Regions from separate parts of the Mus musculus genome. Here regions 1, 3 and 4 are each linked to region 2. Evidence: chromatin contacts called from public Hi-C and promoter capture Hi-C data. All regions are on one chromosome and are shown on one strand. The core of a region is the stretch at or near the end of the contact, and the rest is flanking DNA. Distances in the headings are between cores, read along the strand shown. Region 1 holds the start of Kif24 (kinesin family member 24). Region 2 holds the start of Zfp189 (zinc finger protein 189). Region 3 holds the start of Txn1 (thioredoxin 1). Region 4 holds the start of Dctn3 (dynactin 3).

Region 1 (4,556 bases), core at 1,001-3,500, 8.1 Mb before region 2:
AATAAAAGGCTTAGACATTTTTTTCAAAGTGAGTATGTTGGTTTATATTTATAATTGCAGCACTCAAGAAGCTGAAACAGGATATTGCATGTTCCAGGACAGTCTGGACTACAGTCTAAAATGCTAGCCCCAAAAAAAGTTTTTAAAAAAATGGGAGCTGGAGAGATGGCTTAGCACTTAAGAGCGTTAGCTGTTCTTTCAAAGGACCAGGGTTCTACTCCCAGCACCCACATGGAGTCTCACAACTGTCTATAACTACAGCTGTAGAGAATCCAACACCCTCTTTTGGTTTCCTTCATACTGCACACATACAAGGTACACAAACATACAGGCAAAACATTCATACACATTGTCTTAGTCAGGGTTTCTATTCCTGCACAAAACATCATGACCAAGAAGCAAGTTGGGGAGGGAAGGGTTTATTCAGCTTGCTTACACTTTCCACACTGCTGTACATCACCAAGGGAAGTCAGGACCAGAACTCAAGCAGGTCAGGAAGCAGGAGCTGATGCAGAGGCCATGGAGGGATGTTCTTTACTGGCTTGCTTCCCCTGGCTTGCTCAGCTTGCTCTCTTATAGAACCAAGACTGCCAGCCCAGAGATGGCACCACCCACAAGGGGCCCTCCCCCCTTGATAACCAATTCAGGAAATGCCGTACAGCTGGATCTCATGGAGGCATTTCCTCAACTGAAGCTCCTTTCTCAGTGATAACTCGCGCCTGTGTCAAGTTGACACACAAAACTAGCCAGTACACAAATAAAATTAAACAAACAAACCAACCAACCAACCAACCAACCACCTGAAATAAAGGTCAAGGAAATGGCTTGGTAGGTAAATGCACATAACCTATAATAAGCCTAATGGTTCAAATTCAATGCCTAGAACCCACATAAAAGGTCACATGTGGTACTGCACATGTGTAACCCTAGCACTCCTAGGGAGAAGTAAGTGTGTGTGTGTGTGTGTAAGATAGAAATATCCTGGAGTATGCACTGCAGCAGCAGAAACAAGCTGCTTAAAAAACATGGAAAATGAGAACCAGTTCCTCAAAGTTGTCCTCTGACCTTCACTTGAGTGCTCACACACACACATACATACACACACACACATATACATATACACACACACATACACACACACTGTTAAGTGAAAAAAACTCAAAGTCAAATAATTGATTTCAGTTTCCAAAGCACAGATAAAATGTTACGATAGTTGGTGGTCAGTAAACAACAAGAGGAAATCCTCGGGCATATAAGGACAGAATGGCCTGTTATAAGCAAATACATTTAGGGGTTTGAGAAGAGGTACTTGTAGGCCAGACTACAATGTGGAGAGAGCACGTCTCTCTGATTGAGAACTTTGTCTCAAAACCAACCAACAAACAAAAGCCACACAAACAAAAACTTAAAAAAAGAAAAGCAGTAAATAATGAAGTAATGTATGTATGCTAGCGGTCAGCTTGCTTTCTCCACTCTATTACTGCTCAGAATTCCCTGCCTTGGGAATGTTGCCACCCACACTGAGCAGGTCTTCCTGCCCCCAACGTGGGAACGCCAACGCTGAATTTTCTGTCTCTTGTATATGAGATTAGGGTGTCCTCTCTCTTCCACCTGCCCCCAAATCGACTTTGAATGGGACAAGGCAGAAAGATAACTGAATCTATTTGTAGTGAGTGAAAGCCAACTGAACAAATATTTCCTTAAAAAAACAAAACAAACAAACAAAAAACTAATATGCGTAAGACGCTGTGGAAAGGCTTGTCTTATCTCAGAGGTCAAAATTATATGAGAAAAAAGGAGAATGAGGTTTGCGGAAGTTCACAAAACAACCGAAAGTCCAATCGAAGCGCTCTGAAGAGCGTGTCTCAAAGGCAAGAGGCCTTTGGGGTACTCAGAAAAGCCTCAAAGCTGGTGGTGGTCGAGGTAATTGCTGAAGAGGCGGTAGACAGGGAGATGAAACGTGAGAGAGCGCGAGAACCCTCGAAGAACCCGAGAAGCCAAGTTCTAGTTACCCCGCAAATACCGGTCTCGGCTCGCGCCGCTCGCAGACAGGAGCACCCGCTCCCGCGCAGGCGCAGAGCCTGGGCTCAAGCTAAAGCCACCGTTTCTCACCTCAGGGCAATCCCGGCTCCTCCTCAGTCAGTTTTCAGGGAGGACCGAAGAAATAGTGCGGTGAGGAGAAAGCCCTAAGGCCGGGCTAGCAGAGCGTCCGGTCAACCCGCCTTAGGTGTCCGCCAGGCCACATCCCCATGGCAACGCCACAAGCGCCAGTTCGAACGCGCGCGCCGACGCCCGCCCGCCCGCGGTCCCGCAGCACCGACCAATGGTCATTCACAGAGCCTGTCACCTCTCCTCTAAAAGGCCAATCAGAAATCAGAAGGGGAAGGGGGCGGTTCATTCTCCACCAATGGTTCAGCTTGAGGCAGATCTCGCGACGGTCCCAGCCAAAAAACCACGCCTCAGGGGCGGGTGGAAGCGCCTGATGCCCAATTCTGTGGCTCGTCTGAAGTGCAGCCGGGCTCTTCTGATTGGCTGGCGCGCTACGTCTCCGTTCGAGGACCGCCTCCTGCCTCTGGGCTACGGGTGAGTGCTGTGGGGCTGGGGGGCGTGGGGAGTGTCGCGGGCTCCTGACCTGTTGCTGCGGGGACGGAGCTGGCAGTGAGGCGCGTGTAGGCCAGGCCCCATCCACTCGCGGGACCTCGGTTTATCTCTGTGCACCAGAGAGGACTAGGTTCAGTGGTGAGGGCGTGGGTCGGAAGAATCCCAGAGGCAGAGAGATTCACCTTTGGGACTTAGCGGGCCAATCATATCTTCTCCCTAGGCTTGCTTTGTAGTTATCGATTAAACCCTGCCTGCATTCCAAAAGATCTTACGTTTGGTAAAAATTATTACTTGTGTGTGTGTGTGTGTGTGTCTGTGTCTGTCTATGCGCGCCACGTGCGTGCAGATGCTCTCAGAATCCAGAAGGCGTCGGATCCCAGGAGCTGGAGTTAAACGTTGTGTGGGCCACCTGGTATAGGTTCCGGGGAACCGAACCCCAATCTTTTGGAAGAGTGACAGGTGCTCTTTAGCCCCCAGAGATAGAAAGTCACAAGATTCCCGTCTTAAGAAAAAAAGGCGAAACAGCTTAAATCGAGAAGAGTCAAGTTGCCAATGCAGAAATGTTCTAATGTCCAGTGGCAATTAAGCTTAATGATGTTAGAAATTGGACGTGTCTGCATTTGATTAACTACTCAAAAATATTTCTGAACCATAGTTTTATTTTTTTTTTCCTTTTGTGAAAAATAATAGTAATGCTTCAACGGGTTGCAAAGACTATTGGGAAAAAATGCTTGGCCAGGCCTAGCCTCTCAGGTCAAAAAGGAACCACCAGCATAGTAGGAACAAATCCAGTAGCCAGCATGTGTGCAGCTTCATATGTACTTTAATGGAGTGCTCGTTTTTAGCTCAAAAATGAGCGATTCGGGGGCCTGGAGAGATGGTTCAGTGGTTAAGAGCCCTTAACCTCTCTTCCAGAGAAATTTGAGTTCATTTCCCAGCATCCATGCCAAGTGGCTCACAGTAGCCTCCCAACTCCTGCTCCAGGGCATCCATGGCCCTCTTCTGGACTCTTCAGGCACCCACATACCACACACAACTGGCAGACACACAAGACATAAACAAAAGTAAATCACTAATCAGTTAAAGAATAAATGTAATTCTTACTAATAAGGAAATACAGTATTCAAAAGAGAAAATTGACAATATATTAAAGGGAATTAATCTTGTTGATCTTTAAAAATTACTAATACTTAGTGTGAACACTGTTTATCAGCTGTTTCCTGAAAAATATAAAAATGATAGTGCATGTCTTTATTCCTAACAGAGGCTGGAGGATCTCTGAGTTCCAGGAGAGACAGGACTATGACACAGAGGTGGGGAAATTCTTGATTCAACTATTAGAAAGAGTTGACTGCCAGTATAATACAGAGAAGCATTCAGGTGGCCTATTATAATACAAGATAAGAGTGACTGGCATGTATTCATGTCTGTCTACACATACTTTAAACTCTCAACAATGAGAAATACACGTTAGAGTCACTTTACAAATGAGGACCTGTCTTTCAGGTAACAACCTGACCTGAGTGGCTAAGTTTCTTTCACAGCAGTGTCAGGTATACTTTTCTATCTTGTACTGTTTTGAACTGAAAGAGGGTGAAAATATTTGGAATACCAGATAGGAAAGGGGGTGATTAGACAGGTAAATGCACCCAAATTCAGGGAAAGTGGCTCGTCTTAGTCAGGGTTACAACATCTGTGAGGAAACTGACCCAGAGCAACTTGAGGAAGAAAGGGTTTGTTTGGCTTACTCATCCTTATCACTGTTCGTTGTCAGAAGGAATCTGGAGACAGGAGCTGATGCAGGGACTGTGAAGGCGTGCTGCTTACTGGCTTGCTCCTTGTGGCTGCTCTGCCTGCTTTCTTATAGAGCCCAGGACCCTGAGTGCAGGGATGGCCCCACCCACAGTGGGCCATCCACATCAATCACTAAGAAAATGCCCTATAGGTTTGCCTAC
Region 2 (4,537 bases), core at 388-2,887:
GAGACATTTAATAAAGAGTCAGAAGTCGAGGGCTGGAGAGCTTTGAGCTCAGAAGTTAAGAGAACTCGCTGCTCTTCCAGAGTGCAGTCCTCAGCACCCACCTCAGGCTGCTAGCTCACAATCTCTTGTAACACCAAACTCAGGGGATCTGACGCCCTCTTCTGTCCTCCGAGAGTATCAGCACACATATATTTATACATACACATATGGACATAAATAAAATAAATCCTCAATAAAATCAGTGGTTTCTCTAGAGAAATAATAAATCACCCCCCCCCAAATGATCAAGAAATCTGGTTTGTTTATAACAGCAGGAAAAAAATATTTAGGAAAAAATAACCAAGCAGGTTAAAGATCTATACTCTAAAACTCTAAACCATCCATGAAAGAAACAGAAAACACACATATAAATGAAGAGACAGTCCATGTTCAATGACTGTTCCATGTCTGCACTACTTAAATACTTAACTCAAAAAAATCGAATGGCTTTTCCCAAAGACATAAAGAGCAATCTTAAATTACGAATAGCTGCAGCAATCATGAGCAAGAAAAACATGGAAGAAATTATGCTTCAAGATTTAAAATTCTAACACAGAGCTATGATGATTGACAATAAACAAAACAAACAAACAGAACGCAAAAAGGGATGTAAAAAGGTGGGATTGGCCTGACTGCTGAAATCTCTCCTCTATGTGAATATACATCACTACATCCATTTACACCTTAAAGAACGGTTACCTGAAAAATGAACAGTTTATCACCAACTGCCCCCCTTCTCCTATGAGGACAAAGATTTGGTCTAATTAACCACTTTATCTTTAATATTTATCATATAGTAAACACTAAAATATCTGTTGAGTGAAAAAAAAAAGAAATGAACTTGGGACATCTGACACTAACCAGGGAAAGGTTAGAGTTAATACATGGGGTGAGGATTCAAACTTCTAACTTAATACGTTCGTTGTTCTCTGAGGTCCCAGCGGTTAAATTTTCAGGCCCTAAATATTATCTAAGTAATATACATAGATCCCACAGGATGCAGTGAGGAAAACTGTGGATAAGCAGTTAAGTCACGGGGCTTCTGGATCCACCATGTGCGTGCTTCTCTTCAGTGGGCCTCAGTTCCCTCCCGTGTGGAACTAAAGCGTGGGAAAGAGAGTACTGCTGGGTACACACTTAGAGACACGGAAGGCATTTAGAAACTATTTGTTGTATGCATCAGTGAAATCTGGGAAAGCGCACCGTGTTGCCGTTAGAAGCGGTCCTGCCAATCGCAGAAACGTAAGCTTTTAGCTCGGATCCCTACTCCACGCTAACTCCTGAAGGCTCAGGACCAGGGTCCCATCTTAACCCTCTGAACTCGTCCCCTCCGCTTCTGATTACTTACGTGGAACTTAGACCATTGAGAAACACTCAGATTTACCTGGATCGAGACCAAAATTCTCTACGTGTTGCCAAGGGAAGCTTCCACAGCCAGCCTCTTCTTGCTAACCGAGACACGATCAGCGCCGCCATTCTCGACAAGCAACCCAAGAGCGCCAGACGTGCCCGACTCAGCCAATCAGATGAGAGCTTACTTCAGCGGCCCCTGACGTTGCCCAGACCTATGCATTCCGGGAAATGTAGTTCGCTTGCCATTTACGGAAGAAGGCGGTGGCTCGCTCCCTGGGCATGTTGGGAGTTGTAGTTGGAGCGGTTCCGCGAAGGCTCCGGGTAACGCCTTCTGGTCCGGGGGTGGTCGGTAGTAGTGCAGCTTGACTTTGAGGCGGAGGAATTGGCAACAAGGAGGAGATATTACAGGGAGACCCTAAGGCTAGGCAGCGGGACAGAGGACTGGGTTTGGGGTTGGAGGACAGCCAGACAGAACGTCTGATATGCCCCTAGGAACTTGACCGCTCCGAGACAGAGGCAGGACCACACCAGACCCATCCGGTGAGCCCCTTCTCGCCGAGCCTTATTTCCAACAGCCATCTAGGCCTCATCAGAGCCCCAATGTCGTGTGGCTGCTATTCCTGAACGAGGCGATGGCGTCCCCAAGCCCACCGCTGGAGCCAAAGGTGAGTTGCCCTTTCAAGAGATCTCCGTTATTTCGCCACTCCCAAGACAGCAAGGCCGCGCCATCACCTCTTCCCCTGTCCCCCTCCTGGCCATTTCTACAACTCTTAAGAAAGGACCCCAGTCAACTCCTGTGTACCCCTTGCTGCGGGACATACCCCTTGCTGCAAGGTGCTTTTAGTTCACTTACAAACTCCCCAAGGCCCCTTTTTCTTTTTTCCTTTCTTTCTTTTTTTCTTTTTTTCAAGAGTAACTTGATAAATCGGCTGGGGAAAATTAAGACTGCTCCAAGTTAGATCTCATTTATGAGTTTCTCAGGTGAGGCACTTTTTTCTTTCTTTTCTTCTTTTTTTTTTTTAAATCTCGTCTGTCCTCTGCAGCTAGCACAATGTCTGAACTCAAGGTGAGTGTTTAGAAAACCTAATGGAACTGCGTCGAATTGGGTCCCAAGCTGGTGTGGGTAGAAGCTTGGGGCGAACAGTGAGGCCAGGGAACGTTGGGGTGGTCTTAAGGCTGTTAACTAAAAACAGTCGTGGTATTAGTGTGTAATAACGAAAGCAGAGAAGACCTTCAGTTTGGAAGGCGTGGATCTAGACCAGTCCAGATCCTTTTCAGTGTGAGGTGCCATGAATTGAGCACCTTTTGGAACTCTTACTTACCGTGTTCCTCCTAGTGAATGGGAGCATGGTAAAGTGACAATAACTTCTCCCACTTTCAGTGGAGAGACCACTGGAACTGACTACAGAGAGAAAACAATTCCAGCAGTGGCTGACATTTGAGGCTATGGCTATGTTTCTTACTCAGGAGGAGTGGGGTTATCTGGATCCAGCTCCGAGAAGCCTGTATAAAGATGTCATGATGGACAGCTACGGAAAGCTGGTCTCGCTGGGTAAGAATGCACGCTTTTTCTAACTAAAATATCTAATAAGGTACTAACACTTAAACCCAGAATGCGTCAAGCAGTGTAACTGACACCAGCACTATTTTGTCCCAACCTTCTGATTCGGATCTTTCTACAACTCTGGTCTCCCTCGCTTCCTTGTTAGCAAAGGCTGGCTTTGGCAGCTTCAGAATCTCATTCCCAGACGGCTCTGTTGGCTCTGTACTTTCCTTCCCGGTTCATCTTCCCACGGCTCTCCTCCCACCCTCTTTTCACTCTGCCTTCTGGAGCCTGGGCTGCTCATCACACAGTGTTCCTTACCGCTCCGGCCTACACTGAAAGCTGGCACAGAGCCGAGCACACCACTTCTCTGGCAGACCTTCAAGTGGGGGCTGCTCATTCTCCCGGGTCCTCCTTCCTCTTGCTTTGTCTCAGGACTGGGAGGCAGAAGTTAAGTGTTCTCCCAGCTCTCCCAGTGCTTGTCCCAAAGCATTTATTTTTCCACCTTCCAGGAGCATGTCCTCATGTGGGGTCAGCAGTCCTGTTTCCCCCAGTGCTCCTGTTTATCATCATCTGTCACGACCCTCCCACTCCCACTACCTCCCACCCCCACCACCTCCCACTACCACCCCCCCACCACCACCACCCTGCTTAACCCAGTCATTGAGTGAGCTGCAGTGGGTCTTGATCCTGTAAACTTCAGGAACCCTGCTTTCCATACCATTGACTCTGGCCTTAATTTTGTTATGACAAGCAAGTCTGAAAACACAGTATCCTGGTCTCTGACCACTGTTGACAACTAAACAAAGAGCCAGAAAGGCTTGCTTCTTGCCCTGGTGGAGCCTAACTGCAGCTTACATTTCCGTCTTTCCTTCACCTTTCCACTTGAAGCAATTCATTCATAATGCATTTTCCGTCCCGTGATGTGTTCATGTCTCCCCCATGGTTTCAGTTCTCCCGACTTGTGAAGATCTCTTCTAATTGCCAGCATGTTGTCTGGCCACTTTGATACTATTGCTATACTTACTCTGCAAATTTCAAATCATGTATCTTTTATAAGATCTGTCCCTTCTGTCCCCTTCTACCTGATTCCCAAGCATCGCAGGATCAGTGTCCTACAAGTATCTAGTGAGGAGGGTTTTTTGTTTTCTTTTTGTTTTAGTTTGGTTTGGTTTGACTTCTTTGAGACGGGTTCTCACTGTGAGGCCCCGGTTGGCATGGAACTCACTCTATAGACCAGGCTGGGCTGGAGGATCAAGCGAGCCTAGGGCCTTGTTGATGCTAAACATCTTCTCTACCAGTGAAGTACAGCCCCAGCTCTTTACCTTAGTAACCCTTGTTCTAATATAGATTTATATCATGGTCTTCCCAACTTGGGGGAAAGAAAGAAACTTAACTGGACCAATGGCTCCCTCATGCTGTTTTCTGTGACTTACTACATTTCTTTTGCCCGTCAAGGTTTTATTAATTCCTGTGTATTTTATACAACTCTACCTTCTCATGTCTGTGATTTTTGTCTTGCCTGCTCAGACTCCTCAGACACATTTTGGACCTTATTCTACCTTTTTATGGATGTTTATGACTTTGTTTTAAGACAGGTTT
Region 3 (4,550 bases), core at 1,930-4,429, 8.4 Mb after region 2:
AGAATATTATATCTGGTCCAACAAAGGAAAGTAAATATCTTATAACCACACACACACCCCTAGTTAAAACCTAATGCATTTTCATGGGGGTATACTTACTTTAATTTTAATTTATATTTACTGTTTCTTATATTTGCATTTATTTATTTATGAGTATCAGTGTTTATGTCTGCATGTATTTATGTACATCACTTGTGTGCCTGGTGTCCTAAGAAGCCAGAAGAGGGTATCAGATGCTCTGGAACTGGAGTTAGAGATGGGTATAAGTGACCATGTTGGTGTTGGGTATTGAGCCCCACCCTACCCTATGGAAGAACACCCAATCCTCTTATCTGCTAAGCCGTCTCTTTGGCCCTGGATACAGTTTTTAGGTTTTTAATTTCTATCTCACATTTTTTTTTCTTTCAAGGAAAACAATCACATGTCATTTCTGAGAACACTACAGAATGGCTACGACAGCTTCCAGAGACGTCTAGTCAGACTTGCCCATCAAATCCATGTCTGGGTGTGAAGAGCGGGCAGAGCAATGGAAACCACTGTTCCCAACCACCACTGGTTGTTGCAGATAATTCTCTTACAAAATCTCCCCTTATGTAATTATCAGAGGCCACAGCACCTATTCTTTATTGTAAGACACAGGTCAAGGTGGTATGGCAGGCTGCTCTGATGACACCCACATCTGGACCACGATTGATCCTCAATAAGAAAAGAGTCATTCCAGAGCCAGAGCTGCCAGAAACACGCCCTGCGACGCAGGAGGAGGAGTCTCTAGGGAGCGGCCTGGACCTTGCTCCTTAGCAGTCACCTGGGGTACCGATCCAAATCCGAGGGTCCTTAGCTGGGACCTGAGTCCCAGTTGATGAGATTACATGACAAAACAGGGCAAACTGCATCTCAAACACTCTCAAGGTTTACCCCCAAAAGCTATGAGGCAAAACCAAGCAACACTACTCAAAATACTGAAAATGCGGCTCACAATCCTAATTTCGGGCTTCAGTGAACACCAATTACAGAGGCAGGGATGTGCAAACTTGCAAAACAAGTTTTCTTCTGCCGATCTGTATTGGCTTGAAGAGTATTCAAAATTATCTACTAAGAAGCACATCACAATTTTTAGCTCTAGAAACCAATAACCACAATTGGCAAGTGTCGCCAGTACTGACACCAATAACCTGGAGACAAAACAACACACCCGGAGTAGACCGGAGCAGATGCTATCATCTCTTTTCTCAAACATACCCAATTCAGGGGCTGGCAAGATGGCTCAGCACATTAAAGTGCCTGCCACCAAGACCAACGAACTGAGTTCAATACCCACGACCCACAAGGTAGAAGTGAGCCAACTCTCTCAAGTTGTCCTCTGACCACTGCCAATGGATGCCCCACCCCTATATGTGAATATAAACCGAAACAGAAAGCCCCAACAACAAAACCATATTCAGCAAATAACAAAGTGTTCTTTGCTTTTTTTTTGAGACAGCCCAGCCTCCTGAGCGCTGGGGATTAGAGGCATGAGCCAACGCCTTGGTCTAACACGTGGTCTGTGAAGCACTGAGCAAAGTGTGTGTGTAGTTCAAGGAATAATTTTATTCTTAAAGATAAACACGGCAAATCAACTGTTGATTTCTGAGCCATTATATCATAGCCTATTATTCCACTCCTGTGTGGAGATTGACCCCAGGGGCCTTTAACTACCCACACAGTCGTCAGAAATAAGGCTACATTTTACATAGTTTAATTAATCAACTTAAGCCCATCACATGAAATTTATGTGTATTCAGTTTAACTTCTGATTCTGGGCGACTCCGATCAGAGCCTTGGTAGCAGGCTTTTGGGGCCCAAGCTTTTTCCGAGTAACTGGTTTCCTGGCACCAATGTACACCGCTCCTATTGGAATGGCAAAGGTTCCATAAGTAGGTCAGTTTAAACAGATAAGGATCCAACTGGGTGCTGGGACTAATATGGCTGGTAGTGGGTGAGCCAACTTTTGTACTGAGACCCAACCAGGTGCTCAAAACTGGAGGGCGCGGACCTGTCTTCCACGGATTTCCTAGTTTAAGGGTGAGCCAGTCTTTCACACATCAATTTCCACCCCCAACCTCCTTTCACTTTTCATTTTATAAATATTCCCCGAATAGTTACAGTGTAACAGGCTCTGGGTTTCCCAATCTGGAGGATATTTTGGTTCTCAGTAACTTTCGAATATGGTAACAGTTTTTCCCTTGGGTATTATTTTTCTTTTCCCAAAGGGCAGGACTTTGTACTTGACTACTCCCTGGGGGAGAGCCCTGGTTCCAGCAAAGCCCACTTATGGAGGGTCAATCACTGAAACCTTAAGGTTGCGAGGCCCCGGGGCCAGACTTTGGGGACTGAGTCATTCCAAAGCCAGAGCTGCCGGAAACACGCCCTGCGACGCAGGAGGAGGAGTCTCTCGGGCGCGGCCTGGACCTTTCTCCTTAGTAGTCACCTGGGGTACCGATCCGAGGGTACTTAACTGGGACCCGAGACCCACCCTCATGCACCGACCTGGCCTGTGTCCTCTAGGCGGCAGGTCACTGATGGAGGGAAACTAAGGCCGAGCCCAGCAGTACAACACACCCGCGCGGCGTGTGGCACCGCGTACTCGAGAAGTGGCGGCTCTCCATCTTTTCCTAGAGATCCTAAATCCTGATTCAGTTGGGGCACGGGAAGGGGGGAGTGTCACAGGAGGACCCCGGTCCATCTCTTCACCTCCGCCAGATTTGGGCTGGCGGTAGGGAGTGCAGCTCCGGGGACTCAGGTGCTGCCCACGAGTGCATCTCCCGTACCCGGCGTTCCAGGGTCCCCTCGTCCCCTCCCCCAGGGCATGCTCCACCGCCGAGGGCGCACACAGGCCCTGGGCCGCTAAGCCCGCGGGGACACCGAGAGTGTCCTCTTCAGCACCGCGGGATGTGCGCGGCGCCCGGGCATGCGTACCTTGCTCTCGATCAGCTTCACCATTTTGGCTGTTGCGGGGAGGGAGCCACACGCGTCTCAGCAGAACCAGATGGAAATGGATCCAAGGCGCCCAACGGAGCTTGCAACCGAGTGCGGCGCCCGCCTTCTCTTTATAGAAATAGGGCGGAGCGCAGCAGGGCGGGGCGGACGGGCACGCGCGGCGGGGACGCGCTTCCCGCCTCCCGCGTCCGCCAAGGCGCCTGGGCAGGCCGCGCCTAGACCACGCCCCCAAGAGGTGGGGCGGTTTTCCAGGGGGCGGAGCCAGAGTCGGCTACTAGTGCAGCCTGGGGACTGTCCTAGCGCTGGCCTCACTCCTGGCTTCCCCGCCCCACTCTAAGCTGCCGAACAAGAACCTTAGTTTATAAGGGGCGGAGCTAGCACAGGCTCCTGGAGCAGCTTCGGGTTTTTCCAGGCTCCAGACGCCGCGCGGCAGCTACCCCTAAGAGCCAACTTCCAGCTGCCTCAAGGGCACTTTAACAGCGAACAGCGCCGGGGTAGATCACGGTCCTCTCTCACACCGTAGAGTCCTTCTGTAATCACACTGCCCATGCCCCAAACTAGACCTAAGTCAGATACTTCCAGATTGGGGCTGGGGACAGTCCCTAGGACTGCCCAGGCAGAGGTGTATCCTTAGACTAGGGCGGCCATGCTGCAGTTCGACTCAAAGTGCTGAGTAACGATGACCAGGAAGTGTCTCAGTGCGCGTCCTCGCCAACTTTCTGGGTAGTTCTTTGCCGCTTCTTTCTCCTCTCTCTCTCCTATTCCTTAACTTTAACAGGTGAACCTGCTACTGGGAGAGGCACAGAGCCGTTTAGAGCCCTGTTCTGTGCCCCATGCACATGTAGGCATGATAGAGATCGGATAGTCTAGCTCCCAGCATTGTCTTGAAGGATTTAAGGGCTTGAAAACTGACTGAGGACAGCGTTTGGCCCATAAGGAAGCACTCAATGAATTATTCTAATTATAGTCATCGCGAGCGCTAATTAAGCTTGCGTGGTGCCTTGTGGGGCCTTGCTGAGTTTGGCTGCCTTGTATTTACAATGACAGTATAGGCTTTGAGGAGATTTTTCCGCCTTGGGAGAGGACGCCAGGAAGAGTCTTCTTCAATGATAACTGAGGTGATGTTCAGGAGGACAGGGCATGGTGGAAGAAGCTAAGATTCTTAAGGTGGCTTTGTGCAGCCCCAAGAGTGCCGCTGTATGTTCTGGTGAAGCAGCTGAGGTGGAGACTGGACAGAGCCAGCATCCTGGGAGGAACTCACCAAGCCTGCATTTGGAGAGCCGATCTAGATAAATCTACATCGAGGTGAAGCACGGGAGGCTAATGAAACTGTGTCTCAGCCACCCTACCCCTACCCACTGGCTTCCCTTGTTCAAAACATTTAAAATACCAGAACCAGTTGTGCGATGTTTTTGAAGGGCTGAGGAATTCAAGTAATGAGTGAGGATGTAGACAAGAGGGAGTGTTCTGAACATAGCCCTAGACTGCGGGTGGATGCTGCCCCAAAGGCAGTAGCCTTCCCTTTAGGACAGCTGAGGCAGAGAGGAACCCCAGGCAGATGAGCAGAATCTATT
Region 4 (4,272 bases), core at 154-2,653, 7.8 Mb before region 2:
TTTAATGGGGCATCCTTACATACTATATATTTCCTGGTTCCTAACCCCTATATTTGGGCATGATATATGCAAATACCCTCACCCAGGTCTTTCTTAGCTCAAGGCTGGGGAACGAACTGGCTGGCCTAGCTCTAGCCTCATACCCTCCACATCAAGTCTAGTACAGGAGACGGAACACTCTGGGATCCCAAAGACAGTGCAATCCCCATCGTAGAGAATACAGAAGAGAATCAGTTTAGAGGCAGAATACAGTTAGTAGTTAAGGGTTTGAGCTTAAGATGTCTGCGGGATAGCCCAGTGGAGGAGACCAGTAGACAAAGATCAATCGGGTTCTCGGAAAGTCTGAAACAGAGCTACACACTGGAAACATAAAGACGTGAAATGAGTAACTGAAATCACGGCAGTGAACGAGCCTGCCTAGGACTTAGGATTCTAACAGTCAAGAGTCAGCTGGAGCCGGAGGCTGAGGAAATGAACGACTTCACTCAAGGCTTGTGTAAAAGGTGAATACTAATATTTAAGGGACTAACACACAAGGGAAGGCACACAAATAGATGCCAAAGGGGGAGAGTGTTTCGAAAAGTTGGTTCTCAAACTGGAACAGAATGTGCTGGTGACAATTTTACAAAAAAATACAGAGACACATCATTACCTTTGTTCCAGAACATTCTTAATTCTACCAGAAGCGCTCCAGTAAATGGTTTCAACATCGTAAAAAGGGATTTTAGGGCACCTCTAAATTTTTGTCAAAATTCAGACACGATGTTCGCCCACATCTGGACACTTAGGGCTCAATTACTAATCTTCCTTTTCTGGGCCTGCTCAGACCTCACCGCTCACCCTTTGGAGCCTGTAGCACCTGTGCTCTGCCTCCTCTAGGACTCCTGTCTACGCGTAATTCATTTAGCAATTAATTTTGCATGGCTCTAGGATGACACTCCACTGCGGGCTTCAGCTCTTACTGAAACTCCCATTAATCAATTTTTAAATGCGTCTGGTCTCCTTAGAACGCCTGTGAGCGCGCGGAGTTTTTGTGAAAGTTGTCACCGAACCCATCTTAAAAAGGCTTAAGCATCTCCCCCATCCCAATCCCCTCGGGAACGGACCTCAAGGGTCCGATTGGTACCAGGAGGTTCTAGATCTTTGTTATTTATTTCAGAGCCTGGGCTGAGGACGACCTGACAGAAGTGGTAGCATCCGACCCTAGGGCAGGGCCAGTGGACCGCTCCTGTCCCGCTCTGCCCCACAAACGGATCAATAGACCGGACCCCTCACCTTCCTGGAGCCTCGGGTCCCGCCCGGCCCGTACACCCAGCGCTCCAGCTCCTCCACTCGAGACTGTAGCCGCTGCACATCGGTCAGAGCCGCCATCGTTTCTGCAGCCTGGCCGCAGCAACCCGGAACAGCCTGAGGGTGGGACGTCCGCCTAAATAAGAAGACTGGCCAATCCGAGAGCACCGTCACGCCTTGTAGGAAGTGACGTCACTGTTTAGGCTTTGGATGTCGGAAATAACCGATGTCAAAGCAATCTGGTTACCTAGGTAACGTTCTGGGTCCTAGTTCTACCCTGGTTTCCAGGACTTGGTTGTCAAGACTTTTAGTGCTCTAAATCCAAGATTCGAAGAGATTTCCTCCCCTCCCCCATTCCCTGAGAGTTAGCGTATAAATATACCTATTATTCCAAGATAGGTTTATACCCATAGATCAGTAGGCAGCTTCTTGGGAGAGACACCATACATTTTTGGAATCTTTTAAAGATCAAGTGATTTGTACGTAAGCCTCTTGTTGTCAGGACGTACACCCAAACAGTCTGATTTGTGACCGCGCTCTGTGTGGTGGTGCTAGGAGAGAAAGGAGAGACAGAAGGATGACTGTAAGTTTGAGGCCAGCCTGCTCTACACAGTGAGTTCAAGACCAGTCAGGGAACAATGTAGAGAAAGCTTGCTTCCCTTCAAAAAAAAGTGCTCTTCTATTCTCTCAGAGCTTTGTTCTTCTGCTTCCACTTGGACAGCTCAATGTAGTCTGTGGATCCCCCACCTCCCAGACCCAAGCAAGAAGAGGAGGCACAGGAGACACGGGAAGTACAATTTTATTTTCCAGATGCAACCCAAGGGACATCTTCACATTCAAATCCAATCCTTCACCTGCTTCCTGAAAAGGAGCAGAATTGACTCAAAGAGGTGGGGTACCAAAGGTGACACTGACATAGGGGTTACATGACGGAGTGATAGGGGTTCTCGGGGGAAAGCTCTTTGGTAGATGCTGCTGAAATTAGCTAGGGAGACAGTGTCTGCCTTTTACGGTGAGGTAGATGGAACGTAATATAAATCCCTTTGGTGTGGAGGTGGCATGCTGACATCAACCAGGACTGGATCCCAGAGTGGGCGTCACATCCTGAAAGAATCAAGGTAGGAGGGTGCCTTCTCCCCCCCTAAGCAATGATATTGGGACTCTTGGTTCTCAGTAGCTGCTTTCAGGGCAAGGTACTGGAAGGGGGCCCTGTAGAGGGTAGAGGTGGAGGATTGGTTGGACCCAAGGAAGCTGGCACAGGTTGGCGTCGAGCAAAGAGGATACCTGATAAAGGGTATAAGAGATGTAAAATTAAAAAATAAACGAGAGAATGTGGGACTCCCACAAAGCACGGACAAGTCCCTCTGACCAGTGAGAAGCTCCTATGCCGTTGTGGGTAGCTTGAAGTAGGTGCGCAATAAATACTCACAGATCTGTGACAAAGCAGACATCCCATGGCAACCATGCTGCATAGACCATGCTGGGACCCCATGCCTTGTAGACAAACTCTTGAATCCATTTTAATGTAACAATCCTCTAAACCCCCAAGCAAGTTCAGATACTCCTGAACGTCATGCTCATAGAGAAAATCTAAAATCCCCCATGCCAATGAAAAAGCCAACTTCATGCCAATATAGACCCTGTAATTCCCATACCAGTGTAGACCACCCCATTGATCTCTAGTGCCACGTTGATACTGCTGATGCCACTGCCTGCCAGATTGAGGGGCCCATCCAACCGCTCTTCTGTCCAGAAGAAGGCAGGGAAGTCACATTTGGGGGGAAGCAGATTTCACACTTAGACTCCTTCCTCATTCCTGCACTTGAACCCCATACCATAATTATGCGTCTGTCTATCAAGGGACCTGCCTGTACCACCTCCAGCATTCAGCATGTGAAGAGTCTACTTTCCCTCAACTCACTAGCCCAAAGCCCTTCTCTAACAAGCCCTTCCTCACCCCTTAGGGGAGCCTTGCCACGGGGCAGGAAACTGGGGGGTGCCCCCAGTCGAGGTGAGTCCACGGGGCCCATTAGCACAGCCCTCTTCTCCGGAGGTTCTTCCGGTGCCAGCTTCTCCCTTGTAGCTTCCGAGGCCAAGCCCATAGGTAGCGCCAGACGAGGGGGTGGGATTCCACTCTCCTCTGGTGAAAAACAAAACAAAACAAAACAAAACAAAACAAAACAAAACAAAACAAAAAACATGCCATTCTGGTCCAACCAACCCGTGTTTGCATTTGATTCTTCCCTAGACCTGGGACCAATAGAGACGGTACCGGCAGATAAGCCAGGTTGTCTCTCCTCCCATCCAAAGACTCTGGCCTAGAGAATGAAGATGTGGAGAAAAAGGGGCCAGCATATATAGGTCCGGGCTGGTTTAGGTCAGAGAATGTGCACGCTTTCTTTGCTCTTTGTTGTTAAATAAGTCACAGAAGTTGCAAACTACATCCAAATGGGATCCCTATGCGGATAGCTGTGGAATAAAACTGCTGGGGATGAAGCGACTTGAAACTCCACAGGCTTTCTTGACCTCAAGGCTCAGGATCACTAACTTAGGGATTCCAACCCCCCTGAGCCTCGTCAGATCTTGCTGCTCTCATATCGCAATGCCCCCCACACCTGAGTCCCTACATTTTGATATCCCCTGTGCACAGCTCTCAGAGACGCCGGACCCCAAACTCCGCCCTCTCCCCCTCATACCTTTCTTTACTGGGCTCGGGCTCAGTTGAGCGCAAGCGTGCGCTGGTAAACCAGAAGCAGAACCCTGGGTGGGACCCGGGCAGTTCGGGGTCGCGGTCGGGGCGGGCCCATGACTCGAGGCGGGGCCAGGAGCGCCCCGAGGTGTGGGCCCTGCTAAGTTGAAGAGCGGGACCGCGGTGTAAGCCTGGCGGCGGCCCTCACGCCTGTTGCTGTCTATGGCAGCCTGAAGCTCCCCTGGGGAACTGAGTGCCCGTGTCTCGCACTCGTATGGGTACAAATACTTCAT

The links. Promoter capture Hi-C pulls out the DNA fragments that hold promoters and counts their contacts. A called contact is a pair of places that touch in the nucleus more often than the background predicts.
Region 1: a contact with region 2 is called in a promoter capture Hi-C map of pre-B cells. The contact joins the promoter of Kif24 here to the promoter of Zfp189 in region 2. A contact is called at or near these places in 1 of 39 promoter capture datasets (pre-B cells) and 1 of 484 Hi-C or Micro-C datasets (CD4 T cells).
Region 3: a Hi-C map of regulatory T cells shows a contact between it and region 2, with 20 times the contacts expected there. The contact joins the promoter of Txn1 here to the promoter of Zfp189 in region 2. A contact is called at or near these places in 1 of 39 promoter capture datasets (pre-B cells) and 2 of 484 Hi-C or Micro-C datasets (regulatory T cells and rod photoreceptor).
Region 4: a promoter capture Hi-C map of pre-B cells shows a contact between it and region 2. The contact joins the promoter of Dctn3 here to the promoter of Zfp189 in region 2. A contact is called at or near these places in 1 of 39 promoter capture datasets (pre-B cells) and 1 of 484 Hi-C or Micro-C datasets (CD4 T cells).

Annotation. Positions count from the first base shown.
Region 1 is chr4:41,462,598-41,467,153 of GRCm38.p6, forward strand. It overlaps Kif24 (kinesin family member 24), which reads right to left and starts at 2,251. Exons shown (of 13, transcript NM_024241.2): 1 at 2,113-2,251. It overlaps Nudt2 (nudix (nucleoside diphosphate linked moiety X)-type motif 2), which reads left to right and starts at 2,551. Exons shown (of 3, transcript NM_025539.2): 1 at 2,551-2,583.
Region 2 is chr4:49,519,539-49,524,075 of GRCm38.p6, forward strand. Zfp189 (zinc finger protein 189) reads left to right here and starts at 1,638. Exons shown (of 3, transcript NM_145547.3): 1 at 1,638-2,057; 2 at 2,860-2,944. The coding sequence starts at 2,025. Mrpl50 (mitochondrial ribosomal protein L50) reads right to left here and starts at 1,545. Exons shown (of 2, transcript NM_178603.4): 1 at 1,424-1,545. The coding sequence starts at 1,515.
Region 3 is chr4:57,953,232-57,957,781 of GRCm38.p6, forward strand. It overlaps Txn1 (thioredoxin 1), which reads right to left and starts at 3,180. Exons shown (of 5, transcript NM_011660.3): 1 at 2,956-3,180. The coding sequence starts at 2,979. It overlaps Gm35344 (a long non-coding RNA gene), which reads left to right and starts at 3,212. Exons shown (of 3, transcript XR_881303.3): 1 at 3,212-4,281.
Region 4 is chr4:41,721,760-41,726,031 of GRCm38.p6, forward strand. It overlaps Dctn3 (dynactin 3), which reads right to left and starts at 1,404. Exons shown (of 7, transcript NM_016890.4): 1 at 1,276-1,404. The coding sequence starts at 1,371. It overlaps Arid3c (AT rich interactive domain 3C (BRIGHT-like)), which reads right to left. Exons shown (of 8, transcript NM_001017362.2): 5 at 3,987-4,272; 6 at 3,248-3,430; 7 at 2,946-3,035; 8 at 2,077-2,574. The coding sequence ends at 2,474.